Linked DNA regions of Mus musculus: regions 1, 2, 3, 5, 6 and 7 are each linked to region 4. The links are chromatin contacts, called in public Hi-C, HiChIP or PLAC-seq, Micro-C and promoter capture Hi-C maps. All regions are on one chromosome and are shown on one strand. The core of a region is the stretch at or near the end of the contact, and the rest is flanking DNA. Distances in the headings are between cores, read along the strand shown.

Region 1 (3,755 bases), core at 304-2,803, 420 kb before region 4:
TGTTTATCTGTGAGTGCAAGGACCCCTCCCCCATGCCTCCTACAGTAAAGAATTAGCATTTGTAGGAGAGAGTTATATTCGGTCATTTTGTGTTCAGATATGATTATGGAATATGCTTCTTATCCACCAGAGTGTGAATTTGCCTGAAATTGGTGTTTTGTAAAACTGAGCTGACCAAGCCACTGCCACAGCCTCGCTATGGGTGCTAGGCCAGTCCTGGCAACAGCAAGGCTTCAGGGAGGAGAGCAAGTTCCAGTCAAGAATTACCTTCTCACTGCTCCACCTGGTAGGGAGAGCAGGCTTGGCAATCCCTCTTGGCAGAACACAAGTTTCTTCAGTGCCGGACACATTTCTTGATAACATCTTCTAACAGCCACTTTGCTTCTCCACACTGCTACCTCTCCAGAGCCAACACTAGATTTGTACCCCTGACTGAGCAGCAAAAGAACCAACCAGACCCAGAGAGAGGAGCTTTGCCCAGATCTTCCAGTCAGCTGGTGACAGAGTTGGAGAAGAGAAACTGGAACTCTCTCCCGACACAGGGGTTTTCTATGTAGACTAGGGTTGGACTTGAACTCAGAGAGCCACCTGCTTCTGTCTCCTGAGTGCTGGGATTAAAGGTGTGAGCCAACACTGCCTGGTTTGACTTTGCTTAAACATCCAAGACAAAACCCCTTCCAGACGTTAGGGCAGGCTGTTAAATACCTCAGCTATCACCTCTTGTTCACAATGCCCTATACCTTCTTCTCTTTTGGGGTTCCTTGGAAGGTCTCATGACAGCTGGGATTCTAAGACCTTCACTAGCTTGTCCAGTCTTATTCTTGTAATCGCCACGTTCCTGCCTAATGGTTCTCCTTTTGCTTTGAGATAGGTAAGACTGTATAGGCCAGGATCCCCTGGAGCTCATAATCTCTCTGCCTCAGCCTCCAGGGCTAAAATTAGTTATATGTAATTCAGGTCTCTATCCTTTTCCCTTCAGGGAACTCTTTGCACCCGCCTTCTAACCTGTGAGTCCCCTGGAAACCCTATGGCCTCATTGGAGAACTTTCTTTTTTCTTTTTTTTTTTTTTTTTTTTGTTTTGGTTTTTGGTTTTTTCGAGACAGGGTTCCTCTGTTTAGCCCTGGCTGTCCTGGAACTCACTTTGTAGACCAGGCTGGCCTCGAACTCAGAAATCTGCCTGCCTCTGCCTCCCGAGTGCTGGGATTAGAGGTGTGTGCCACCACGCGCGGTGAACTTTCATTTTGTTGACGGTTCTTCTAACAGTCTGTCAAGTGCACTGAGCTGGGCTAGGAAAACTATACTCAACCTTCAGCCTCTGCGCTTGTTTCTTTTTACGCGAATGAAGCGCTGCTGAAATCGTCACGGGTTGCGGTATTCTCCATCCACATGAACAAGGGGGCAAAGGATCCTTTAGACGTTTTCTCAGAACACCACACCCCCCAACCCGCAGGCTGGACTGCAACGGCGCCACCGACTGCGCACGCCCCGGTTCTTGGCTCCGCCCCCGAGACGCGGCCCTCGGCCTGGCCGCGCCTGCGCAGCTCCGCGCGCCGGCTTCCGGGTGGAGAGAGCGCGCGATGGGGCGGCTGGTGGACGTCGCGGAGTAGCTGTGGAGAGTGGGCGTGTGCGCCGAGCGGCCGGGCGCCGGCGCTGGAGTCGCGGGATCTCAGGGAACCGGACCGGGGCGCAGAGAGGGCCTCCGACTGCCACCCGCGTCCGCTCACTGGCATGTCGGCCGAGGCCTCGGGCCCGGCGCCGGCTGCGGCCGAATGCTTGGAGTCCCCTAGCCCCTCGAGTGTGGAGCCTGGCTCCCCCTCGTACAGTCTGAAGCCCCTCACCCCGAACAGCAAGTATGTGAAGCTGAACGTGGGCGGCTCGCTGCATTACACCACGCTGCGCACCCTCACGGGGCAGGACACCATGCTCAAGGCCATGTTCAGCGGCCGCGTTGAAGTGCTCACAGACGCGGGAGGTATGCGTGCCGCCGGTACACGTGCTGCCCTCCAGCTCCCAGTTCATTCCAGGCTCCCTAGTCCCATCTTATCTTTTCCTAATTCAGAATCTCTCTCTTTCCCCAATCCTTTACTTCCAGCAGTAACATCTGCCAAGCGCTCCATTGCCGATTATCTGCTCTTCTTCCCTTAGTTCAAACAGCCAAGGAACCAGGTCTACTGCAAGCAGTACCCCTCAAACAACCTTTATCACTTACTTCCCACTGCCCAGCCTTTTGTTTGCCTCTCTGCGGTAGAACCGCCCCAGGTAGCCTCGAGAACGGAAAGATTTGGTCTGTCTCTAATACAAGTGCCCAGTGCCCGCACTCTAGGAATCATCCATGAATGCGAAGTGAAGGGCGCAGCTTTTCTTGACAGGTGAACCTTAACCTTCTCGGGAGTGTTGCCTTAAATTTGGGACTCACTTATTGTAGAATAGCTTTAAGGGGAAGGGCTTAACATAGATAAAAGCAAACACTTAGGAGGTGAAGTTCGGCTTTCAAATACCGAAGATGAAAATTCACTTATTTGATTAGTATTGTGATGCGTCAGTTACTGCTAGAGAAAGTTTGGTAAAGGGAAATGATGAATCTTGGGGAGTTAGCCCCACACCCCGCAGGGAGTTGGGGAGGGCATGGAGTAGGAATGACCAGTAAGCAAGAAAATCTCATGTAATCACAGTAATTCTTGGTATTCCAAGTAATGTTACTACTTCATCGTTGTGAACCGGAGGATTGAAGTGGGCATTTTTCATTAAATTAGATGGTTAAAATGAATACAAGGGGTTACATTTATTGATAAGGTAATTTGGTAAGAATCTCCCCCATGGTGAGCTGGGCCTGGTGCCTCCTGCCTATACTGCTAACACTCAGTTTGGGTTACATAATGAGATCCTGACTTTAAAACAACGTTCCCACGGTGAGAGCCTTCTGACTGCCCAGCAGATTTGGGAGGGATCTGTTCCGTGGCAGGTGTGTGTATGATACACTGGAGATGTTTGAAACAGTTTTTGAACATGGCAGAGGTCTGAAACAGGTAAGTATTAGGTTTTCTTGTTGTCGTTCTTGTTGCCTCCCTGTCCCCACAGGGTTTTTTTCATGTCACCTTGGCTGCTGGAACTCACTCTGTAGACCACCAGGCTGGCCGCAAACTCAAGAGATCCACCTGCCTCTGCCTTCCAGATACTGAGATTAAAGGGGTGTGGCGCCAGGCATATATAGGTTTTCCTATGGCGTTGGAATCAGTTTCTAACAATGTATTAGCCCCAGTGCCTCCAGCAAGCCATCCTTCCTTTTGCCTTTTCCCACCCCACCAGGTTGGGTGCTGATTGACCGGAGTGGCCGCCACTTTGGCACAATTCTCAACTACCTGCGGGACGGGTCGGTGCCACTGCCTGAGAGTGCCAGAGAACTCGGGGAGCTGCTAGGTGAAGCCCGATACTACCTGGTCCAGGGCCTGATTGAAGACTGTCAGCTGGCGCTGCAGGTGAGAGCCCCTCCCCCACCCCCCCTTCTGGGTCCCTGTCCTTCTATCCAATAGGTAGCTATTACTACAGAAGAGAGATGTGGCCTAAAGAGCCTGGCTTAGACTTGACATAACCCCTAGGCTTTTGATATTTGGGGGCACAGTCCTCGGCAACATCCCCACTGCTTAAAGCAGGGTCTCAATACTCTCTGGTGTCCAGACTGTCGCCATTAAAAATGCCTGCTCTGGGAAGTGGGTGAAGGGGCTGAAGAGATGGCTTAGGAGTTTTAAAGCACTGG
Region 2 (3,512 bases), core at 548-3,047, 460 kb after region 4:
GGCTTCAATTCAAGGCATGGCCACTGTCATTTCGGAAGCTGCCCCGGGCCCACAGCATGTTATGGACTCCATCCACTATGGCCACACAGGTTCTCAGAAGAGCCAGTGCTGGTTTCCCCAGAGTCCCCTTCTGCTGACTTTGGATCAGAATGGGTGGGAGCAGGTACACTCAGATGCCGACCCAGTCAACATGGGCCCAGGAACTGGTGGCTTGGCCAGAGGGGAGCAAGTCTAGTCCATGCAGTGGCTGAAGTCTTAGGGCGTGTCTTACTCTCACAGATGGTAGCGGACATGCGGGAAAAGCGCTACGTGCAGGAGGGCATTGGCAGCAGCTACCTTTTCCGGGTGGATCACGACACCATCATTGATGCCACCAAGTGTGGCAACCTCGCCAGGTTCATCAACCACTGCTGCACGGTGCGCTCAGGGCTGGGCCGGGGCTGGGCTGGGCAGGGGTGAGGTGGGGCTGTGGCTTACACTCCCACCTCCTGCAGCCCAACTGCTATGCGAAGGTGATCACCATTGAGTCTCAGAAAAAGATTGTCATCTACTCGAAGCAGCCCATCGGCGTGGATGAGGAGATCACCTACGACTACAAGTTCCCACTAGAAGACAACAAGATTCCGTGTCTGTGCGGCACTGAAAGTTGCCGTGGCTCCCTCAACTGAGGTGGGGCAGGACCGGTGCCCTCACCCCTATTTATTCCCCCTTGGTGCCCTAAGCTCCCAGCACCCCAGCCTTATTGGGCTCAGCAGGGCCCACTGCCCCCACCTTCACGTGGGATAGGGAGCACTGAGGCCAACAAGGGAGCCTCAGTCCTTTGAGGCATCTGCTGCCTCCCCTATGCCCCATGCCCAAACACCCTCTTAATTTTTTTTTCTTTGCGAAGAAGAAGCTGTAAATGTTTTGTAGCTGCCAGCAGCTGTTTCCTGTGGAAACCTGGGGTACCAGCCTGTATAGATGCTATTCTTGGGGGCTGCATAGCCCTTTGCTTCATGTTAATGGGGACTTCCCCTTCTGCCCTATGTGCACCCCGCCCCAGTTTAGGGGTCTCTGGGGCAGTGGCCATGTTCTCCCCCTGGGGGGGCCTTTGGCCCCTAGTCCTGGGAACTCTGTGCCTGGAACCCTGCCTCATCTGTTCCTGCCAGACCCTGTGGGTCACCCTCCCACCCTGGTGTCTCAGGGCTCTGGCTCAGTGGGCCAGGATGGTGGGGGGCAGGCCCTTCTTGTTGGGCTGGATTGTACATAATGTTAATAGTGAAACCCAACACCACATTTTTATAATTGTGATTAAACTTTATTGTACAAAAATGCTTGGTCAGTATCTTTGGGAAGAGCAGACTGGGATGCAAGTTGCCACAGTGGGTGAAGCAGGAGAGAGGGGGAATGGGTGGCTTTGAGTTTGGGGTGAATCAACCTGCAGACCGCAGTGCTGCTTTGGACCAACCACCTAGATACAACAAACATGCCAGATCTGTCTCACTATGGATGCTAGCCAGAATTATGTCAAGATCAGGTTTACCCTGCTCTCCCTCCCAGAACCATAGCTGGTGCTGGGCCTTCAGCCTACTGGGAGACCCAGCAGGAGGGACAAACATATCAGTGATGGGGGCATCCCTTCCCTACCCTATTATCCTGAAATACACTACCAAATGGGCAGGTTCTGTCCTTTGCCTGCCACTGAAGAGTGGACTGGCCACCAGGGGGCACTCTGGCAAGAAAATTCCCTCCAAACCCCCTTGCCCGCCCCTAGGGGTGGAGGCTAGGCTGGTCTCCTTCCTGGAATGGGTCAGGAGGGAGGAGCGAGCGGAAGGAAGGAAGCCTATGTACATCTAGCTGGTCCACCAGTCCAGGACACAACCTCCTCCAGTGGCCAGTTTGTGCGCCCTGGGACTTACTACAGGTAGGCAGAGCTGATACTGAGGCCCAGCTGGCCTGCCTTTTAGCCTGCGCCCTTCCAACCTCCCTATTCAACTCCTTGCTTTCTCTGCCTGTCCTTTAGTAATCTAGTCTTTTTTTTTTTTTTTTTTTTTCCCCCCACCCGCCTCAATCCCTCCCATTCTGCATCCAATTCTAGTGACTCAGCAGTTAGGGTCAGAGGGCAGGGAGCCTTAGTGCTACAGGCACAGAAAACTGCAACCCACCCCTGCTACTCAGCCTCTCCACCCACACTGCTCCCACCTAATGATCCCTTCTATGAAGAACACATGGTTGGAGCAGGTGCTACCAGGCAATTCTAGTGAGCTAAATTCTCTTCCCACAGCTGGGCATGGCAGACTCTGCACAGGTGCCAACACTGGTATACCTGGTCACAGGTGGCTGCGGCTTCCTGGGGGAACATATTGTTCGGATGCTGCTGGAACGGGAGCCCAGGCTCCGGGAGCTGCGTGTCTTTGACCTGCACCTGAGTTCTTGGCTGGAGGAGCTGAAAGCAGGTGACTGGAGTGGGGCAGTAGCAGGAGGTAGGGAGGCCCCATCCCTTCCCAGACTGGGATACCTCAGCTTATGGAAAAGATGATTCCTGTTTGTTCTCCACCAGACAGAGGGGCCGGGTGAGTCATTGGTTCATGTGGCTTCCAGGGTGTGGACAGGCCAAACTCAGCAGCTGGCTAAGGCCCCAGCTCTGACACTGCCTCGGGTCTCCACCAGGGCCTGTGCAGGTGACTGCCATCCAGGGGGATGTGACTCAGGCCCATGAGGTGGCAGCAGCCATGTCTGGATCACATGTGGTCATCCATACAGCTGGGTTGGTGGATGTGTTTGGGAAGGCCAGTCCAAAGACCATCCACAAAGTCAACGTGCAGGGTGAGCTGCTACCTACCTGTTGGCCCCTAGTGTGTGGCCTGCCTCTGACCAGTGATTTTTATGGGAGGGCCTGTCCTTTTTGATAACCTTGTCCATTTACTGCTGTCGAACCCTGTCCTGACCTGATGCGGTTCTCCTTGGACACTGGGGGGGGGGGGGGGGCAGAAGGAGTGAGAGGCGGGAAGACACAGCTTGCGTCTGTCCCTTTCCTCCATAGGCACACAGAATGTGATTGATGCTTGTGTGCAGACTGGCACTCAGTACCTGGTCTACACGAGCAGCATGGAAGTGGTGGGGCCTAACATCAAGGGCCACCCCTTCTACAGGTGAGCTCAGCCCCACTTAATCTTAGAGCCCATTTCCCTCCAGCACTCAGTCTTCTTTCTCCCCTCTCCAGGGGCAATGAAGATACCCCATATGAGGCAGTCCACAGCCATCCCTACCCATGCAGTAAAGCCCTTGCTGAGCAGCTGGTCCTCGAGGCCAATGGAAGGAAGGTACACTGCAAAGATGGGACTTGAGCTGCAGGGGCAGAGCCTGAGTCCCAGGCTTCTTTGCATCCATCTCCAGCCCACGGTGGAGAGGGTGGGTACACTTCAAAATTCCCCTCTGCCACCAGGTCAATGGAGGGCTACCCCTGGTGACATGTGCCCTTCGACCCACGGGCATTTATGGTGAAGGTCATCAGGTCATGAGAGACTTCTACT
Region 3 (3,696 bases), core at 354-2,853, 460 kb before region 4:
ACTCCAACTAAACCAAGCCAGAAAAAAATATAAGTTCCCAGTGTGGTGGCTTGCACCTGTAGTCAAAACTGTAAAGAGGTTAAAGACTGGACTCCAGGGCCAGATCGACCACCCAGGGCTACAGAAAGGCTGTCTCAATCTAAATAAATAAATAAGCCAGTCCACCTACATGGGAATCAACACCCTAGAGCAGTCTTGGGGAAAAAAAAAAAAAAAGAGTATAATAAAATCATGAAGAGGTGGTTGTGAGGGCAAAATTAATAAAGACTAGAAAGGTGGAAAGCCATTTGATTGGCTAAGCATCCTAGGGCGTGACCCTTGGTGACAAGACAGGCCCTGTCACCTGAGAGTACCCCTTCAACCAGACACAATGAAGGCAAGAGAAAGGGAGAAGAGGTAGCAACAGAAGCAGACTGGGCTGGCCAGAGACTGACCATGGGCCCAACAGGAATCCCTATCCTGAGGAGAGGGCCTACCCAGCCCCAGCTTCTCGGCATGGAGCTGACCAGAGGGGCTCATGCCCATACACCCATGTCTCTCACCTGGTAGGGGTCACTATGGTGCCCCAGCGCCTCCGCTTCCGCCTGGGGTACTCCAGTTGCTCTGACAAGCAGGGAGAGGGGCAAGGAGACCTTCCCCCTCGCCACCTCTTCCTCAGCTTTCGCCCTTCCTGAGGGGCGGGCCCGGGAAGCCTCCCCTGGAGGGGAGGGGGTGACAACCTGATCTGACCTCGCGGTCCAGTCCTCCCCCAACTCGAGGGCGACAGTTGCTGAATCCCGGATTTCCGATTGTGGGGTCTGAGCCCCGTATATTTGCAAGGGCTAAAAATGAGTCCGATATCTGATCGCTTGGAGGATGAACCCCGGATATTGGTGCACACAGGGTCCTGAATCCCAGGTATTTTAAATTCTATAAAACAGAGACCCAGGTTTGTAAAGGTTGGGACTTTGGGTCCCAGATATCTGATATACGAGGGTTTGATACCTGGGTATCTGAGAAACAAGGGACCAAGCCCCAAAATTTGGGACCCAGGGGCCTGAGCCCCAGGTCTTCGGCCACGACAAGGGGCCCACCCCGAGGACGCCCGGCTGCACGGCCCCTCTAAGGCTGGGGTCCGAGAGTGACAGCCCCTACTCCAGCCCTGGCCTACTCCCTTTCCCGTCCTCTCTCTCCGGAACAGCTGAAGGACTGTAGCGGAGGCGCTGCTGATGGTCCCTGTGCCTCACTCCCTTTCCTTTTCGTCTCAGCTTCTCACCGCACCACAGCCCTGCTCTCGTCCCGGCCTCCCTCTCTCTCCCTCTCTCTCTTCCTCCCAATTCCAAGATGGAGACCGGGCGGGAGCGCGCAGGCGCGGTATGCACGCCGGGCCAAAGGGGTGGGGCCCCAAAGGAAATAGCCCCGCCCCTCGCCAGTAGCCGCCGCGGCCCAGACGACAAGCTGCCTTCGAGCCCAAGTGCGCGCGCGCCCCGCCACGCGGATCCTTGGTGGGAAGAGGAGAGGAGAAAGGCTTGGCTTGCTTGGGGTGGAGCCCAAGCGCGCGGTCCAAGGACTGCTGGTGGAGAGAGCTGTGGCGCATGCGCCCGCCACGCTTTCGCGCTGCGACTGAGCCTGTTGCTAGGGGAAGCTCTGAGGGGGTGCTCTAGGAAGGAAAGCTGTGGTCTGCGCCTGCGTGCAGGGTAAAGGCTGAAAGGAGTAAAGCAAGGCTGCTGGCAGCTGGGCGCCGGAAAGGCGGGAAACCGGACCATTATTATGTTCACAAGTATCTAAACTAAACCTGAGCTCCCAAGTGCGAGAACGATGTGCCAAAGTTCGGAAAACCCAATGGGTCAAATCCCTACTGGAAAATTGAGGTCCAGTAGGATTGTATAACTTGCCAAAACGCATTAAGCATTTCATACACAGAACATCAATTTAAGTTCATGGAAGAAAACAAATGACAAAGTAGCACAGTTGTGTTCACAGTGTGTCTAAAGAGTATATAGTGCTAGATTAATGCTTACAATTCCAGCACTCAGCAAGCTGAGGCTGAGGCAGGAGGATACCAGTTCTGCAGGGTATGTAACCTAATGGAGTTCCAGTATCAAAAACAAAAAACAAACAGACACACAAACAAACAAAGAACAAAAAACCACAAATATTTTCCAAAGCAAATCCACCAACACGGCCACAGTTTTAAGTGACCTATGCCAACTTGTATTTCAAACTAAGGTCAACAAGGGTAACAAGACGCTAATCATCAGGAAACTAGAGAGGGTGACATCCAAAGATTTTGAGTTCCAGGCCAGGGGGCCCAGGCTTTTCATCCCAGCAACTTGAGAGGTAGAGGCAGGCAGATCTCTGAATTTGAAGCCAGCTAGGGCTCTATAGTGAGACGTGACAAAACAAGGCTGGGGAGCCTGTTCAGTGGTAGAGTGCTTGCCTGCCTAGTGTAGGCGAGGCTCTACATTCAACCCACAGTGCCACAAAATTGGACAGGAGCAAAATGACTAAGTATGTGCTTGCTGAGAAAAGGCTGGTAACCTGTGTTCTATCCCCTGAACCCATGCAAGGGTTGAGGAAGAGAGCACAACTGCTCTGGGACCCCCATGCACGGGCCATGGCATGAGCACACCCAATAAGAAAGAAAAGCCCCCATGGAGTGGTGGCATGTGCCTTTCATCCCAGCACTTAGGAGGCAAAGGCAGGAGGATCTCTGAGTTCTAGGCCAGCTTGGTCTGCAAAGTAAGTTCCAGAACAGCCAGGGATACATAGAGAAACTGTCTCGAAAAACAAAACAAAAAAATTCTTTTACGTCAACAAGGAAAAGTCCCCAGTATTTACTTTAATCCAATCCCCAGTAAGTACCTTACACAATAGTAGTCAAAAGCCATTTATTTTCCCACAGTCTAGTTCTTCACTTTTTGTAATAGGTCTTCTAAACTCAGAAGTGGGCCCCAAGAACTTGACCTGTACCTGGAGAAAAGGAAGAAAACAGGACAGGTAAGAAAACCCCTGGATGAATTTCTGCAAGGATTCAAAAATCAGAGGAAGCGACATCTAGGGATAGGTTCTGGCACTCAATCCCACTGGGGTAGCCTTGGAACTCTAGGATCAACCAGCAGCCAAAAAGCTAGATGCCTTTTCCCACTTCCGAGTGAATAGGCTCCACTGTTTCCTATTGTAAAAAGATGGGTGGTGAGGCCTGGCCCAAAGGAAAATTAGCAGTGTTCTCTGAGCTTCCAGTTCCTCTGGGCTGGATTCATTCCACAGTCTAGGCTGTTTCAGCTTCTCCCACAGAGATGTCCTAGCACACAGAGGCCAGCAGAACCTGGGGAGGGCTTAGGAGCAGGACGAAAAGCATGCAGCTCTCAAACGTGTGTGTGTGTGTGTGTGTGTGTGTGTGTGTGTGTGTGTGTGTGTGTGAGAGAGAGAGAGAGAGAGAGAGAGAGAGAGAGAGAGAGAAGATGAAGAGCTGTTCTGGATTGCTTTTATTCACTAAGAGAGATGTTGTAAATTAGTAGTATTAGTACTATGAGGACCTCATCTACTACATTTGCCAAGCTCTTTCCCTCCAAAGATCTAGTTAGCAGAGAAAACGGTTTTCTATGTGCCCTGGTGACTGAGTGAAGGCATAAAGCGCTTTGGCAGAGTAGACACCAGTACCAGGGATCCCCATTCAGTAGATCCACTGGAGCTGTCTGAGTAGAATTCCAGGAG
Region 4 (3,874 bases), core at 1,152-3,651:
CCTCTTCCTGGTTTCACAAGGGTCTCAGCAGCTACCAATCTAAGCTACCCTACTCTAACTGACACTCCCTTGCCCTCCCCCCTCCCCATCTAGTACTTTGCCAGAACAGGGCCTCCCAGATAAAGAGCTCACTGCTGCTGAGGCAGACTTGCTCCTGGTGCCTGTCTGGCCTCCCTCCAACCCCTCCATAGCCCAACTCTCATACTTCTTGAGGGCATGTGACTTCCTGCACCCTGACCCATCTTCTAGAATATTTCGTCCTTCTATTCTCCACCAGCTTTTCCTCTATCCATAAATTCCTTGACCCCATCTCTTCTGCACACCACCTCCCCACCCGTGACTGGTTAACGGCGGCCGGCTGCGTGGGTCCGCTGGTGGCGGATGAGGTCGGAGCTCTGCGAGAAGGCCTTTCCACAGTCATCACACTTATAAGGTCGCTCCCCACTATGCACGCGATGGTGCTGTAGCAGCGTGGAGGAGCGACAGAAGCCCTTGCCACACACAGCGCAGCGGTACGGCCTCTCGCCTGTGTGGGAACGCTGGTGCTGAATGAGTGTAGAGGAGCGGTTGAAGGTCTTGCCACAATCGGGGCAGCTGTACGTGCGGCCTGGCAGGTGGGTGCGGGCATGGATGGCCAGAACTGAGCTCTGGCCGAAGCGCTTGCCGCACTCTGGGCACTTGAAGGGCTTTTCACGGGCGTGGCTGCGGGCGTGGGGGATAAGTGCTGACCGTTGGGAGAAGCTTTTGCCACAGATGCCACAGCTGAAAGGCCGTTGCCCAGTGTGCACCCTTTGGTGACTGCGCAGGGACGAGTTCTGGCTATAGCACTTGCCACACTCGGGGCAGCTGTAGGGCCTCTCGTGGCTGTGGGTGCGCTGGTGTCGCAGGAGGTAGGAGCTGTCGCCAAAGGCCTTCCCACAGTGTGGACATTTGTAGGGCTTCTGGCCAGAGTGGGTACGCTGGTGGCGGAGTAGGTAAGAGCTATCAGCGAAGGCCTTGCCGCACCTGGGACACTTGTAGGGCCGCTCGCCTGTATGCGTGCGCTGGTGTTTGATGAGGTCAGAGCTCTGGGAAAAGGCCTTGCTGCAAACCTCACATTTGTAAGGCTTCTCGCCGGTATGGATGCGCTGGTGCTGGATCAGGGTCGAGCCTCGTCCAAAGCTCTTCCCGCAGATGCCACAGATGTTAGGTCGAGGGCCTTGCCCACCCCTGGCCCGGCCACCCCTACGGCCTGGCCCACGCAGGGTTCCTGTCAGATTCAGTGGATTCTGGAGCATCTCAAACTGGGGTGCAGCCAGCAGAGCCCCCGAAGGCATGTCAAATGGAGGCAGCGCTCCTGTGGGCTGCTCCCCAAACCCTTGAGTAAAGGAATCCAGGGGGTGGACTCCTAGGGAGATGCTCAAGGGATTCTTTTCCTCGGGGCTCAGAGGCATCTCTGCACCTTCCTGGAATTTGGAACTTTGAGTTTCAAACTCAGGGCTATGGGTTTTGAACTCAGAATTCTGAACGCCATCTCCAGAGTTCTGCGGTTCATACCCGGGGCTCTGAGATTCATACCCTGGACTTTGAGATTCAAATTCGGGGCTCTTTGAACCGTACCCAGGGCTTTTGGGTTCATACCTAGGACTCCCAGGTTCACAGCCAGGGCTCCTGGGATGGCAGCCAGGGCTTCGGGGCTCATACTTAGGACTCTGGGATTCAAACTCCGGGCTCTGAGGATCTGATTCAGGACTTCTGGGTGCAAACTCAGGGCTTGGGGGCACAAACCCAGGGCTTCGGGATTCAAACCCTGGGCTTTCAGGCTCAAACCTGGGGCTCTGGGATTCAAATTCTGGGCTTTGTGGCTCAAACTCTGGGCTTTGGGGTTCAAGCCCAAAAGGTATTTCTTCAACTTCATAGTCCCCATTGCCTTCTCGCTGAGAAATTTCCCCTTCTTCATTCTCACTTGTGTTGCCTGCAGGATCTGAGAATTACAGAAAATCCAGATTGAATGGGGGTCTGGAAGGTCATTGGGTCCATTAATTGTCCCAAAATTCTCTTCCCACTCCCCAAGCAGGGTCATTGGCCCCTACAAGTGAGGTGACAAAATGTACCACCTCCCCTCTAAAGACCCGGGGCACTCAGTCTCCACCCTCCACCCCACTTCCAAGTGTTTAAGATTCCGGCCTTATTTCCCTCCCGCAGGCCACAGCCCAGTTTTCTGGCACACTCCTAAGAGGCGCGGTCCTTCCCTCACCTTTGAGAGACCCTTCGGGGCTGCCCACTGCGTTGGGACTGTGCACATCCCGGGACTCCAGGCCCCACGACGACGCCTCCCGCTCCATCCCTGCCAGTTCCCAGTGCGGCGGCGGTGGCGATGGCGGACGATCCTACGACCCAGTTCGAGTGCCTGGAGCCCCGAGCCCTCGCCACCCGCGCGTTCAGAGCCTCCGAGGAGACCGGGCGGCCTGGCTTCGGCCGCGAAGGCCGGACGTCTTGACCCTGGGCCTCTCCGGCCCCGCCCCTGTCCGCTGCCCCGCCCCCCTCCCAAGGTCCCCGATTGTCTCGTGGCCCTCACCGGCCCCCGCGCGTCGTGGCCTCGGAGGTGAGGGGCGAGGCGACTCCTCCGGCCGTCCCCCAGCCACAACTCCCAGCCCGAGACCCTCTAGTCTCGGCCCCTAGCCCCGGCCGGGCTACTGCGCCCCTGCCCCCTCCCCCCGCACAGGAAGTGTCCGTCCCTGGCCAGTTCCCCCCGCTGGCTCGCGCCGCGGCCTCTCTAGGAGCGGCTGGAGGTGGAAACTCGTTGGCATTAACCCTGGACTGGATCTCCCGGGCCTCGGGGGGTGGGGGCGACCCGACGCCCCGGAGCCGGCGGGAAGGGCAACAGCAGTTTGTGTGTCTGTATCGCGGGTCTCGGCCTAACCGGGGACCTGTCTGCAGGTTTCTCCGACCATGTGCTGGCTACTGAGTGTGGCCAAGGGCGAAGCGGCAAGTGAGACCAAGGTCAGCGAGAAGGAGCGACGCTTCCCGGCGCCAGCGGGGGAGGCGGCTAGCTCCTCGCCTCAGCCTCGGGGCACTCGGACTGGCACCGGGAACGCGGACGGACGCCCGTTTGACCGCACAACCAGGCTCTGGAGCCCAGAGCCTGCTAGCCCGCCGAGCTACGACAGTGACACCCGCGCCCACTCCCCCCTCCCTCGCCCTCCCCTCCCCCTCCGCGATGCGGGCTCGTTGCCAGAGAAACAGCTCCGCCTCCGCGCCGCGAGGCACCGCCCACTCCTCCCAGGATTGGTTGTTGGGGCCGGCTGTCTCTGCTTCACCGTGGTCCCGGGGTCACCGTGGGTCCGGGCCGTGTAGAGCAGAGGGCGTTCAGGCCATTCTAACAGGATGCCCGGAATGCCTGCGGGAGTGAGAGAGGGAGGCGCCGGGCGTCTCCTCGCGAGCTCGGCCTGCGCTTTGTAAACTTTCCCCTGAGCCGTTTGTCCTGTATTAGGAAGAATGGAAGCCTAGGGCTCTTAGGGTAGACACCCTTCCTCCTCTGCTTTTCTCCCTTCTCGTTTCTTCTGCTCTCAGGTTTTACAGGTGCTGAGGGGCCACTCCAGAGATACTAACATAGGACGACCTTTAATTTCTTCCCTTTCCAAATCTTGTGTTTGATTCCTCGTTTCTTGATTTTCTCACAAGCGTGCGGGACAGTTCGGAGAGTGACACTGAAGAGTTCCAGAAGGGAAGGGGGAGGGGGAAGGGGAGAGAAGAGAAGAGAAGAGAAGAGAAGAAAAGAGAGGAGAAAAGAGAGAAGAGAAGAAGAGAAGAGAAGAGAAGAGAAGAGAAGAGAAGAGAAGAGAAGAGAAGAGAAGAGAAGAGAAAGAAGAGAAGAGAAAGAAGGAAGGTGGGC
Region 5 (3,612 bases), core at 494-2,993, 500 kb before region 4:
GAAAGAGAGAAGATGAAGACAACTGTGTGTGTGTGTATCTCAGAAGCCTCATTTTTCATGGCTATATACTATTTTGATATGGGAAATTATGTCATAGCTGATTTAACCAGCCTCCCATTCATGAACATTTCATTTGTTTTCTTTTTAGCAGTTGTAGGTAAGCCAGTTGGTGGTGGTGCATGGCTTTAATACTAGGACTCGGGAGGCAGAGACAGGTGGATCTGAGTTCGAGGTCAGCCTGGTCTAAAAGCACGGTGAGTTCCAGAACAACCAGGACTATACTGAGATACCCTATCTCAAAAAAAAAAAAAGTTGTAGGTAAGAATCTTGAACTATTATTGTGTATATTGCTGGGTATATTGCTAGGATAAGGTCGGAGCTGGAGTTCCAAAGAGCATGTGTATTTGTGATCCAGTGTCAGACCAGTTGCACCAGCAGTGCCATTAACTCATTTAATTAGTAAGTTAAGAGTGCTGAGACTTGAATTTTGCCCATTTCATAGGTGACTGGTATTGTGTTATATAATGTGACTTTATAGTATTCTTTTAAAAAAGTTTTAAAATACAAACATGTAAAATTTACATGTAACGACTACCATGTTATCTTTTCTTTTTCTTTCTTTCTTTTTTTTTTCCAGAGACAGTTTCTCTGTGTAGCCCTGGCTGTTCTGGAACTCACTCTGTAGACCAGGCTGGTATCGAACTCAGAGATCCGCCTGCTTCTGCCTCCCGAGTTCTGGGATTAAAATTGTGTGCCACTATGCCCAGCCCATGTTATCTTTTTTATTTGGTGTTAGGGATCATACACTGTACCAGGGGCCGCAGGCCTGGACAATGTTCAAGTGTACAGTTAGTCAGTATTAAGCATAGTCACATGTTGGGCAGAAGAATTTCTCTGTTGAGTCCCAATATTTAGTGAGGCTGACTTAGTGTCAGGCCGGTCCGAGATGAATCAGCCCCTGTTCTCTGCCGCAACTCCCCGGCTGTAAACAGGGAGATTTAAACTGTCATCAGAGCTGAGTCTAAGGGTTATGGATAGAGGAATATAGAGAGATATAAGTGTGTGTGTGTGTGTGTGTGTGTGTGTGTGTGTGTGTGAGTGTGTGTGTGTGCACTCCAGAAGACTGCTAGGATCAGGTGACTGTAATGACCCGGAAGGCAGTTTTCAGGAGCAAAGGATCCTAGAGGTGGCGGCAATGCTCTGAAACTGAAGGTTACTTGCCAGCTGTGGCCAGGGGATTCTTGGCTTGAAGGGCCTCTCTGAGGATTTGGTCTTTCCAGGAGGTAAGTTCAGGACGCAAGAAAATCAAAGGTTAGGGTTGAAGCCTCCTGTTAGCACACAGCCTGTAATCCCAGTGAGGTAGGAGAGTCAGGAGTTCAAGGCCAACCCAAGCTTCCCATCTGGCTAATGCCCATTAAGATATTTAAAAAACAAGACAGAAGGCTAGTGGCGAGAGGCAGGAGGCAGTTCGTGGTAACTGAAGGTTCGAGGGACAGAACTGGAGATGACAGAGGGTGGTGGGAGATGTGGGTCTGATAAAGAGACCTAGGTTCTAAGGGCTGAGTTGAATCACAAGATGGAAGGAGGGATGGGAAAGCCAGTCTTCTTCCGAATGTGGTTCCCCAGAGCGGCAGGAGCAGGTCTCTCCTCTTTCGCCGGCGGGTCCCTAGGTCACTGCGGATCTCTAAGCCACACCCACGGACACCCAGGGGTAGGACAGCTGCCCTTTCCTTTCCCCTCTGGTGCTTTCTAGGATGGGGGTGTGAGTGGAAACCAGCGTCGCTATGGCAACCAGGCCGGGTGGTCGGGCCCTGGAGCCCTGGGAGCCAGCGAAGGCGAGAGGCGGGGCAGCGGGAGGCGCCAGGGCTGCGCGGCGGGGCGGGGGCCTGGGTCTCCCGGGAGGAGCTGGGGAACACCGGGCGCCTCTCGCGGAGGTGCACGCCAAGTTCTCGGGTGAGTGTGCACGCGTGTGAGCTGGCCCAAGGCTCACGGGCGGGCGTGAGCACGAGCACACGTGTCGAGTGTGCACTCGCGTGCGTTCTGGGGCCCGTGTCTGGCCCTCTGCGCCCCGCGCCCCTCCCGGCCGCCCGCAGCAGCTCCCGCCACTCCCGCCCCGCGCCGCTTCTCGCTCGGTCCTCGCCCGCCGCGCCGCAGTCGCCGCCGCCGCCCAGCCTGCGCCCACGGGCCGCCCGTGCCGGGCACCTGTTGGAGGCTCAGGGACAGGTGCGGGGGCTGGACTGGCCAGGGGAGCGCGGGTGAGGGTGAGAGGCGGAGAAAACGAGGCAGGGGGTCCCTACCTTGGGAGAACGGATGACCCGGGTTAGGGATAGGCAGGCAGGCAGGCAGGCAGGCAGAAGCTTGGGCTGAGTGAAGAGAAGCCTAGAGGGGTGGGTGACACCCTGGCCAGCCCCGCGCCTGGTGCAGAAGATGGCCAGAGCTTCAGAGCAAGCAGCAAAGGAGGGAAGCTGTGGGGTCCCTGGAGGACTTGAGGGGATGGGGACAGAGGGAGAGCCCAGGATGAGAGGAAAACCCTGGAAAGGTGACAGAGGGACAATGTGCAGGTAGTGAGCAGGGTTAAGGGGGAGTCACGACCTGTCTGCTTTAGGACTGATCTGGCAACCCACCCAGCCCTTTGTGAAGCCAGGCCTCCTGCCTGCCCACCAGCCAGCGCAGATCATCTTTTCCCTCGACACCCAGGAAGGGAGGGCAGTGAGGTTCCTACAGACCCCAGCCGGCCACTCCAGCTCTACACCCGTCTCCCAGTCAGAGGTGCTGCATGAGGGGCCGCAGGGGCGATCGCATGACCATCAACATCCAGGAGCACATGGCCATCAACGTGTGCCCTGGACCCATCAGGCCCATCCGCCAGATCTCCGACTACTTCCCTCGCAGGGGGCCAGGACCAGAGGGTGGCGGCGGCGGCGGTGGCACGGGCTGCGGGGAAGCCCCAGCTCATCTGGCCCCTCTGGCTCTGGCCCCCCCTGCGGCTCTCCTTGGGGCCACTACACCCGACGATGGAGCTGAGGTAGACAGCTACGACTCGGATGATACCAGTGAGTCTGGGGGCTCAGTGAGCTTGTGGGAGAGAGCAGCCTCCTGAATGTGTGCGTGGAGGATGGGGAGGAGGGAGGGCAGTCCCGCCACCACAGCTGCAGTCTGGGTGCAGATTACAGCTTCAGCAAGGCTCAATATTCAATATTTCTGCTGAGACACTCCACCACCCACACAGACAGTTGCGGCCGAGCCAGGGACCTAGACGCAGGCATGCACATGGCTGCTCAGCCTCCTGCACATACACTGGCAGGCCAGCAGAGATGTGGACACATCCTTTTAGCCACCAGGTCTCACACCTTGACCTGGACCAAAGACTCATACTACCTTCTCTCTCTCTCCTTGCCCTTTTTCTGCAGCCGCCCTGGGCACACTGGAATTTGACCTTCTCTATGATCAGGCTTCCTGCATGCTGCACTGTAGAATCCTCAGGGCCAAGGTGTGTATCCCTCCTTCCTAGGCTGTCACCCTTGGGGAGAGGTTCCATCTTCCCCCCAATCAGAGGTACTCCTTCCTGCTCCTTCTGCATCTCTGGAACTGTACTCTGTGGGGAATCTAGTC
Region 6 (3,533 bases), core at 711-3,210, 480 kb after region 4:
ACCCTCTGGGCTTCAGTTTTCCTGAATATTAGACAAGGCAGACTCTCTGTCTACCTTACCAGGAAGTTGGTTGGGATCTAATGGGATTGCCATGACAACCTGCTTTGCAAACTGCACCTGGAGGGGGGGCGGTTAGGATACTGAGGCTGCTGGTCTGGGTTTGAATCCTGCCTTTTTCTAGCTCTGTAACTTTGGCCAAGTTCCTTAATGTCTCTGAGCCTCTGTTCCCTTTTCTGTGAGATGAGATCATGCTAACACCAGCCTCATAAGATTGCCGGGAATCAGAGGTGATTTCCTATAAAACACACACAGTACAGTTGCCATTGCTACTATGGTTTTCCTCACGCAGTAAATACTCCTTCACATCTCCTCCCTCACAGTCAGCTCCTTCATTCTCCCCACTTCCTCTCCAAAGAGCCACTGTGTTCCTTCCCCGTATGGCCTGTGAACCAGGGTCCCCAACTCCAGGCCCAACCTTTGGAGGCTTCCAACAACACTCTAAAACTTGTGTTTCAAAGGCCGGAGGGTGTAGTCCCATGGTCAACTCGGCAGCCTGGAGGCCCCTGAGCCATTTGACCTGTACCACACACATACTTGCTTGATGACCTTGGGCCAGTCCCTTCCCATCCCTGAACCTCAGTTTCCCAATCTGTCACGTAGAGTAACAATCCCTTGGAATTCTGACATATCCCAATCCAGAGGCCACTGTCACACAGCAAACTGGAACCTCAAGCTCCTTGGGCTCATGTCATTCTTAAAATGTCTCGGCACCCTCCCTGCCCAAAACCATTCTCAGCAGGCGAGCACAGTCCCTCCAAAGAGCAGCCTCCCCTGCAGCCCCCCACCTTTCCTCCTCCAGCTCTGCTGGCCAACCGCCTGGAGCCTGGCCCCTGGCTTCCAGCAGCCTGCCCCTGGCTGCTCCCATGCTCCAGTTCCCCCAAGCACTGTGTGGCCTATGTCACACAACCCAATTCTGTGACCTGGTGGATGGATCTTTCTCTCCTCTCTCACCTTTGGGGTCACCTAAGCTGAGGCTCTGGCCCAGGGGAACTCAGTCACACACACACACACACACACACACACACACACTCCCCCTCTGAGCAGTGCCCTCTCCCCACGGAGCAACATACCAGTGCGCGTGCGCGTGGACACACACACACACACACACACACACACACCACCACCACCACCACCACCACCACCACCACCAGTACCACCACACACTTCATTCACTGCCAGGTGCTGGCATCTAGTTCCAACCTGTGTCCTCCATAGCATCCCAAATCTGGGTCCTCCTGGACCCGGCCTGGCCAGCAACCACCCCCTCCATCCGCCTAATTTGACAAGCCTGCTCTAGGGGATGATGGTGTCCCCCAATCCTCTCTTGACATTCACTTTCTCCCACCCCCAGGTTAGATTCTAGGGTCCTCCCGGGCATTTGGGCTGCCCAGGCCCCTGAGACCTCTCCTGCCCCCTTGTGTCTTAATGGCCTCCAACTCCTTCCAGCCACTGTCCTCCAATTGCAGGTTCACTGGAGATACCAGGTGCCAGGAGATGTGAGGGCTCCTGGCTTCCAACCTCTAGTCTCATCATTTGCTCCCCATGTCTCAGAACCTCCCCCACTCCATCCCCCAAGCGCTCCCCAAATACAGGGTCCCGCCTCCCCACCTCTCCCACCCCTTAGCTCACACTCCGCAGCTCCTGAGTCCGATCCTTCATCCTGCGACGGGCTCCTCCTCCCCTTCTTCGTCCTCCCGCCTCCGCTGCTGCTCTCTGCCTCTTGCCTCTGTCCTGGAGGCCGGGGTCTGGGGGCACCGGGCTAGACCTCCGAGGGATGTGCGGATAAGGTGCGCGGCGGGGGGGCGGGGAGCTAAGGCCAGGCAGAGACAGGGGCCTGGGCCGACTGGGCTCTGCCTAGGCTGCGGTGGCGATGCGGCTGCGGCACAGGGTTGGATGGAGGGATGCGGGAGCCGAGGCGCGGGGGAGGGGGGCGGAGGGAGGTGAGGAGGAAGGGAGGGAGGGGGAGCGGAGGGGGCGGGGAGCAGGGGGCATGCGCAGCGCCCCGGGCTGGGGGCGCCTGGGGGTTGTAGTCCGGGGAGGGGCACCCAAGGGAGGGGCACTGGGGAGGCCCAGAAGTTGGGAGGGGGGAGCCCAAGAAGCTCGGAGAGATGCAGAGGCAGGGATAGAGATGCTGGGTAAACTGCAGTTGGGGTGGACCGTCAGAGAAGGTCTAAGGCAATGAACTAAGGGACTAACCTGAGAGGAGCGGAGTGTCTGTGAGCCTACGCAGGACTTCCTTTTATCCTGTCCCTTCGGCTCTGCGGAAGAGTCTTTTGGGCATTAGAAATAACAAACCTGACCCTGTATGTGGCTATTGCTTGCTGAGAAGGACATGGGGCTTGTTCTGTACATCCTTTGTCACCCTACCTGAGAGTGCCCTGGCACTGGTGGATCTCAGCTTGTCAACCCCCAAGAACAGAGTGGTCACTACCTGCTGAGACTTTTGGTCTGGGATTTTGGATGACTGTGTTAAAAATGATATTTATCTTGGCCTAGAGTGAATCTCAGTGGTATATGCTTGCCTGCAAGGCCCTGGGTTCCATCCCCCAAGCCGGGGGTTGGGGTGAGGATGGGGATGCAGAAGGAAGGAAGATGTCTGCTGGGAGTAGAATCTTTGGTGGTGGTGGGGGTGTAGAATCTTGAATCTGGTGCTGCAGAAGGTCCAGAGAGCCTGCCACCCTCTGCTCTCCCTCCTTCCATCCTATCCTTAAATATTACTTCAGTTCTTCTTCTCATGGCAGTGGGGTTTGGACTCCCAGTTGGGTGGGCTTCCACCCTGCTTTTGCCAAATACCCAGTAACTACCTTAAGACACCATTCATCTGTGTCATGGCAGGCAGGGCCTACCGTCTGTGACCTTCAACAGTTCCTACAGCCAAGACAAGACTCTCTTCTTGTCTCCTCACCTCGCCTGCCCCCGCCCCCCACGTCCCACGCCCTTAACCTCTGAGTTCTGCCTCCCCCCTCCCTCCAGTTCTTCCTCTGATCTGTGACCCTCAGTCAGGGCTCCTGGGAGCTAAGTTATCTTCTTCCTTTTTAATCCCTCTGACTTTACGTACACGTGTATGTAGGTGTGCTCACTTGTACATGTGCACACATGTAGGTCAAAGGTCAGTGTTGGGTGGCTTCTGTCATTCCCCACCTTACTTGTAGTTTTTGTTTGTTTGTGTTGTTTGTTTTTTCGAGACAGGGTTTCTCTGTATAGCCCTGGCTGACCTCGAACTCAGAAATCCACCTCCCTCTGCCTCCCAAGTGCTGAGATTAAAGGTGTGCACCACCACGCCCTGCTTACTTGTAGTTTTTGTTTTAGAGACAGGCTCTTGCACTGAACCCAACCTTACACCATTTTTGATCTACTGGTTGAGCTGGGACCTTCCTGTTTCTGTGCCTCTGGGGCCTGCAGGCTTACAGGGGTATAGAGGTGTGCTCTTGTACACAGCTTCTGTGTGGATGCTGGAGATCTGACTCAGGTAC
Region 7 (3,861 bases), core at 246-2,745, 330 kb after region 4:
GGCTACATAGTGAGACCCTGTCTCATAAGTAAGTAAACAAACAAACAAATAAATAAATAAGAGTTCTTCCATTGGTGCTTGATAGAGGCAAGCACCATCGTCTGTATGGACACTGACTGAGTCTGCATTGGCCGCATCACAAGTGCAGGCACAGAGCAGCATGAATGGCAACTTGGGTTTGCCGCAGAGCCTTGCCATGCTCTGATCCCTGTAACTCCCCAGGTGATAGCCAGCATGTTCCTTCTGATGTAAAAATCGGCCTCAAACATCAAGTCTTGTTAAGGGGGACCAGATATATGAGGGCAGCCTGACATTCACCTTGAAGGACACATGTTTACACATGTTGTTGTTGTTTTGGTTTTTTTTCAAGACAGGGTTTGTCTGTGTAGCTCTGGCTGTCCTGGAACTCACTCTGTAGATCAGGCTGGCCTCGAACTCCGAAATCCACCCGCCTCTGCCTCCCAAATTCTGAGATTAAAGGCGTGCGCCACCACGCCCAGCTATGTTTACACATCTTAAACTACCTAATGTATAAAACTCCCCACTGGGGTACAAGCCCTGGAATTTTGGGAGCCACGGGAAAACGGATTCTTCCTTTGCAGCCAATGCCGCCGTGAAACCCTTCTTTTGATGGATATACTTTGCACGGAGAAAAGGCCAGGATCACACCAAACATCAAGAGCTGTACTGATTTGCTCCACACAGCAGCTGCCATGGGAGTCACTGCCTGATGGAGTGTGTGGCCGTATGTGATCATTCTCCAGGGTCCACATAACTGCTGTCTGCGCCAGACTGATGCATAGATGACCCTGAGCTTGCTTCTTTCAGATGGCCAGCAGTGCCATTAATCTGTGTTTTCCTCAGGGACATGGTCTTTCATGGGTCTTTCTAGAGAGAAGTCCCCAAGCCTTTCACGGTTCCCTCCCCTGCTCCCACATTGGCCTGAGGGTCTGTGGGACACAGGGCATCTGTATGGATTCAGTTTATTGTTTTTCCAAGCTCATCCTCTGGTTCCTTCTTTAAGATTGACCATGGCACATCTAGATGGTTCACAGAGCATCACATTAAGCTTCGCCAGTAGAGGGCGCTAGAGGCACAGTGTAAGAGGACGTGGCTGCTCGGCTTGCTTCTTCTGAGCTCTCATTTCTCTTGTCTTTCATCACAGCTCTGCTGAGCCAGTCCATGGATGGGGACATCCTGGAGGTCCTCTGCCTTAGATGGATGGATGTCTGAAACAAAGAGCCCTTGCAGGCCCTGTACCACACATCCTCTCCCAACATCCAAACTCCAGGCCATATCCTGCACTTGTGTGCACGGATTTCTGACACTTGGATATCTTTGCACACACACTACACCTTGACCTTGATGCAGCTTTCTTTAGAGATCTCTGGCACAGCAGTCTTTCTCCGGCACTTGGTCTCTATAGCAACTGTCCTACAGGCAATGGATGACGCAGCTTCTCGCAGTCTTGTTCTCTCACACTGCATGTGTACAGCCAGAGCGCCCGAGTCCTGTTCTGACATGTCCCTTCCAGCAGGGCTGGGAAAGACAGGCAGGCATTCCCAAAGCAGATCACATGGGCAATGCCAGCCTAGTTTCGCTAGAGTCCCCGTAAAGCTCTCCAGTGCTTCACCTGACTCTGCTGATGCGACAGGCTCTTAGGACACCCCACTGCTGAAGCACACCAGTGACTAACCTGTCATGTTCCTTCAAATGAAGTCTGGATCTTAGCCCGGGAAGAGGACTCCTCTCTAACATTCAGCATCAAGGACAGTGGCCAGTCCTGATATCTATAGCTTCTGTATCCTCTGGAATTCTTTTTAGCTCCTACATTCAGTCATTTATCAATAATTCTTTTTCGTTTGAGACAAGGTCTCACTGTCATAACCCAGATCGGCCTTCAACTTTTGGTCTTCCTGCCTCAGCCTTCCAAGGACCGAGATTACAACTGTGGGCCAGGATACCCCCAAATAATTCTGTACGCTAAACTTCCCTGGTGTGGTTCTGCTTTCTGATTGGACTGTGACTGTTCTAACTGGTACTGGGAATGACCGCAAGAAACAGACCTGAAAAGAAGAGGTAGGGGATTGGTCTGGTGGAGCTTGGGCCCGAGCACAGTGCTGAACTCATTGCTAGTAGAAGATATGGTGCGGGTAGACCAAGGAATCTCAGCTGCTTAAGCTGTGACCTACATGACCTTGAAGTCCTAGCTGGAGTGCATGCCTTGGGACCCCAGTCATTGCTACCCTTAACTTGGAAGGCAGATTCTCAACCGTGAGTGATGACAGAGAGCGATTATAACAAGCCCGGGTCTGTTAGCTCTCAGTCATACCGCAACCTAAAGTCAAACAAAATTTACTTGAGCAGTTTGCTGAATTACGATGACAGCGAAATTCAGACTAAGAGATTTATCACGGAGCAATAATAATAATGACAATTTCACTTGGTTAAATGCCTGAAAAGTAGACAGACACTCATTCTTCTCAACCGCAAACTGCCAGACACGGTGGGGGTGGGGCGTGCTTAGACTCCCAGCATTCAGGAGGCAAGAGGCTGAGGCAGGAGGATGGTAAGTTGGAAGACAGTTTGTACTATGTCGTGAGAAATTTTCTAAAACAAAGCAAACAAAAACATCCAAACTACTATGCTGCAGCTAGGCCTTTACCCAGAGTCAAATCTCATTCTGGAGAGGCCCTGCAGGTGCAGATGCACTGTGGTCCAGGAGGAACAACTCCAGCCTGGAAGAGTGTCGGCGCATTGACAGTGTGGTAGCACAAGCCCAGGGGGGTATAAAAAGGGAATCCTATTTTTGCCTGAGATTGTATTGATTGTTAGCTTTCAGACCAGGTCTTGCTGCGCTGTCCAAGCTGGCCTTGAACTTGAAATCCTTCTGCACCTTCTGATATGTTGAGATGTAGGGGCTGTTCCGCCAGGCTCAGATTTGCAAAGGTGTATTAAAGGTAGTAACACTCTGGTTTTGAATTCACAGAGATCCTCCTGGCTCTGCCTCCCAAGTTCTAAGACTAAAGATGTGCAACACCACACCTAACTGCTTTCTCTCCCTTTTAAACAGTAACCTGCCTTATTGAAAATGCACTGACTGGGGCTGGAAAGGGGCACAGCAGGCAGAGGCACTGGCTGCTCTTCCAGAGAACAAGATTCATTCCCAGCACCTGCTCGTAAACTGTAGCTCCAATCCCAGGGACCCACGCCCCCTGCTGGCCTCTACGGTCACTGCACTCATGTGTACACAGTCAAGACAGGCAGGCACAACACCCGTGCATCTAACACACAGATAAAGGAAAAATACACTCACAAGAGGTGCAAGTGGATGCCCCAGGGTCGGGTTATCTGGACTGTGTAGTTCTTTATGTCTAATACAAATGCTAAATAAAACACGATTCCCAGCCTGTGTTGCTTGCCATAGACTTGTTTATATTCCCCCTCCATTACTACCTTCTGTGTTAAATAGTCTCCAGCATTTAACTGTGGGTTTCTTGCTTTTTCTTTTACTCTGCTTAAAAAAGACAAAAAACAAAGCAAAAACCAGCAACATAATTTCATACAACCCAGAGTAGTTGAAATTCCCTATGCAGCTGAGGCTGGGGGTAAACTGCTGAGCATCCTGTCTTTACACCCTGAGTGCTGGCATTATTACAGGTGTGTGCCACCACACCTGGGTTTTTGGTGAGGACGCTGCAAGGCTAACATGATCTACGTGGGCTGAGCAAGTGAAATGAGGGCCTGGGGCTATAGCTAGGCTTCCGTGTTTACCTAACATGCCCAGGCCCTGGTTCCTCACTAGTACAACTACAAAGGCAATAACAGCACGGTGGCTCTGAGAGTCACATCCTGAGCAAG

What was found. Promoter capture Hi-C pulls out the DNA fragments that hold promoters and counts their contacts. A called contact is a pair of places that touch in the nucleus more often than the background predicts. HiChIP or PLAC-seq counts read pairs in DNA pulled down with a chosen protein or histone mark.
Region 1: a contact with region 4 is called in a Micro-C map of embryonic stem cells, with 3 times the contacts expected there. The contact joins the promoter of Kctd13 here to the promoter of Zfp768 in region 4. A contact is called at or near these places in 2 of 39 promoter capture datasets (embryonic stem cells and liver) and 2 of 484 Hi-C or Micro-C datasets (embryonic stem cells and liver).
Region 2: a contact with region 4 is called in a promoter capture Hi-C map of embryonic stem cells, with 3 times the contacts expected there. The contact joins the promoter of Hsd3b7 here to the promoter of Zfp768 in region 4. A contact is called at or near these places in 2 of 39 promoter capture datasets (embryonic stem cells and pre-B cells) and 2 of 115 datasets of contacts at active chromatin or transcription factors (bone marrow-derived macrophages and extraembryonic endoderm stem cells).
Region 3: a FOXA1 HiChIP or PLAC-seq map of pancreatic cancer cells shows a contact between it and region 4. The contact joins the promoter of Taok2 here to the promoter of Zfp768 in region 4. A contact is called at or near these places in 2 of 115 datasets of contacts at active chromatin or transcription factors (memory CD8 T cells and pancreatic cancer cells) and 3 of 9 other capture datasets (adipose tissue, liver and pancreatic islet).
Region 5: a contact with region 4 is called in a Hi-C map of adipose-derived mesenchymal stem cells, with 5 times the contacts expected there. The contact joins the promoter of Doc2a here to the promoter of Zfp768 in region 4.
Region 6: a promoter capture Hi-C map of frontonasal cranial neural crest shows a contact between it and region 4. The contact joins the promoter of Stx1b here to the promoter of Zfp768 in region 4. A contact is called at or near these places in 5 of 39 promoter capture datasets (cranial neural crest, frontonasal cranial neural crest, hematopoietic stem and progenitor cells and 2 more).
Region 7: an H3K4me3 HiChIP or PLAC-seq map of stem cell-derived neural progenitor cells shows a contact between it and region 4, with 4 times the contacts expected there. The contact joins the enhancer-like site here to the promoter of Zfp768 in region 4. A contact is called at or near these places in 9 of 39 promoter capture datasets (the HPC-7 cell line, HPC-7-derived erythroid cells, cranial neural crest and 6 more), 1 of 484 Hi-C or Micro-C datasets (bone marrow-derived macrophages), 7 of 115 datasets of contacts at active chromatin or transcription factors (acute myeloid leukemia, bone marrow-derived macrophages, kidney and 2 more) and 1 of 9 other capture datasets (embryonic stem cells).

Annotation. Positions count from the first base shown.
Region 1 is chr7:126,927,326-126,931,080 of GRCm38.p6, forward strand. Kctd13 (potassium channel tetramerisation domain containing 13) reads left to right here and starts at 1,554. Exons shown (of 6, transcript NM_172747.2): 1 at 1,554-1,973; 2 at 3,308-3,477. The coding sequence starts at 1,730. It also overlaps a transcript of Tmem219 not described here.
Region 2 is chr7:127,798,812-127,802,323 of GRCm38.p6, forward strand. Hsd3b7 (hydroxy-delta-5-steroid dehydrogenase, 3 beta- and steroid delta-isomerase 7) reads left to right here and starts at 1,798. Exons shown (of 7, transcript NM_133943.2): 1 at 1,798-1,903; 2 at 2,264-2,435; 3 at 2,650-2,805; 4 at 3,023-3,131; 5 at 3,203-3,302; 6 at 3,425-3,512. The coding sequence starts at 2,270. It overlaps Setd1a (SET domain containing 1A), which reads left to right. Exons shown (of 19, transcript NM_178029.3): 18 at 280-417; 19 at 495-1,311. The coding sequence ends at 668.
Region 3 is chr7:126,883,364-126,887,059 of GRCm38.p6, forward strand. Taok2 (TAO kinase 2) reads right to left here and starts at 1,604. Exons shown (of 16, transcript NM_001163775.2): 1 at 543-1,604. Tmem219 (transmembrane protein 219) reads right to left here. Exons shown (of 6, transcript NM_026827.1): 6 at 2,856-2,952.
Region 4 is chr7:127,342,913-127,346,786 of GRCm38.p6, forward strand. It overlaps Zfp768 (zinc finger protein 768), which reads right to left and starts at 2,402. Exons shown (of 2, transcript NM_146202.1): 1 at 2,237-2,402; 2 at 1-1,963. The coding sequence starts at 2,324. The coding sequence ends at 345.
Region 5 is chr7:126,845,810-126,849,421 of GRCm38.p6, forward strand. It overlaps Doc2a (double C2, alpha), which reads left to right and starts at 1,744. Exons shown (of 11, transcript NM_010069.1): 1 at 1,744-2,223; 2 at 2,606-3,053; 3 at 3,411-3,490. The coding sequence starts at 2,777.
Region 6 is chr7:127,822,571-127,826,103 of GRCm38.p6, forward strand. It overlaps Stx1b (syntaxin 1B), which reads right to left and starts at 1,961. Exons shown (of 10, transcript NM_024414.2): 1 at 1,690-1,961. The coding sequence starts at 1,719.
Region 7 is chr7:127,674,071-127,677,931 of GRCm38.p6, forward strand. It overlaps a transcript of Bcl7c not described here. Among named protein-coding and RNA genes, the nearest start is that of Gm39090, 16 kb to the right of the region's middle. Within about 2 kb of position 1,496, at least 60 of the 459 cell types and tissues checked have an H3K27ac peak or open chromatin away from gene starts, as enhancers often do. A contact at or near this core is called in hippocampal neurons, neural stem cells and stem cell-derived neural progenitor cells, where this site is marked.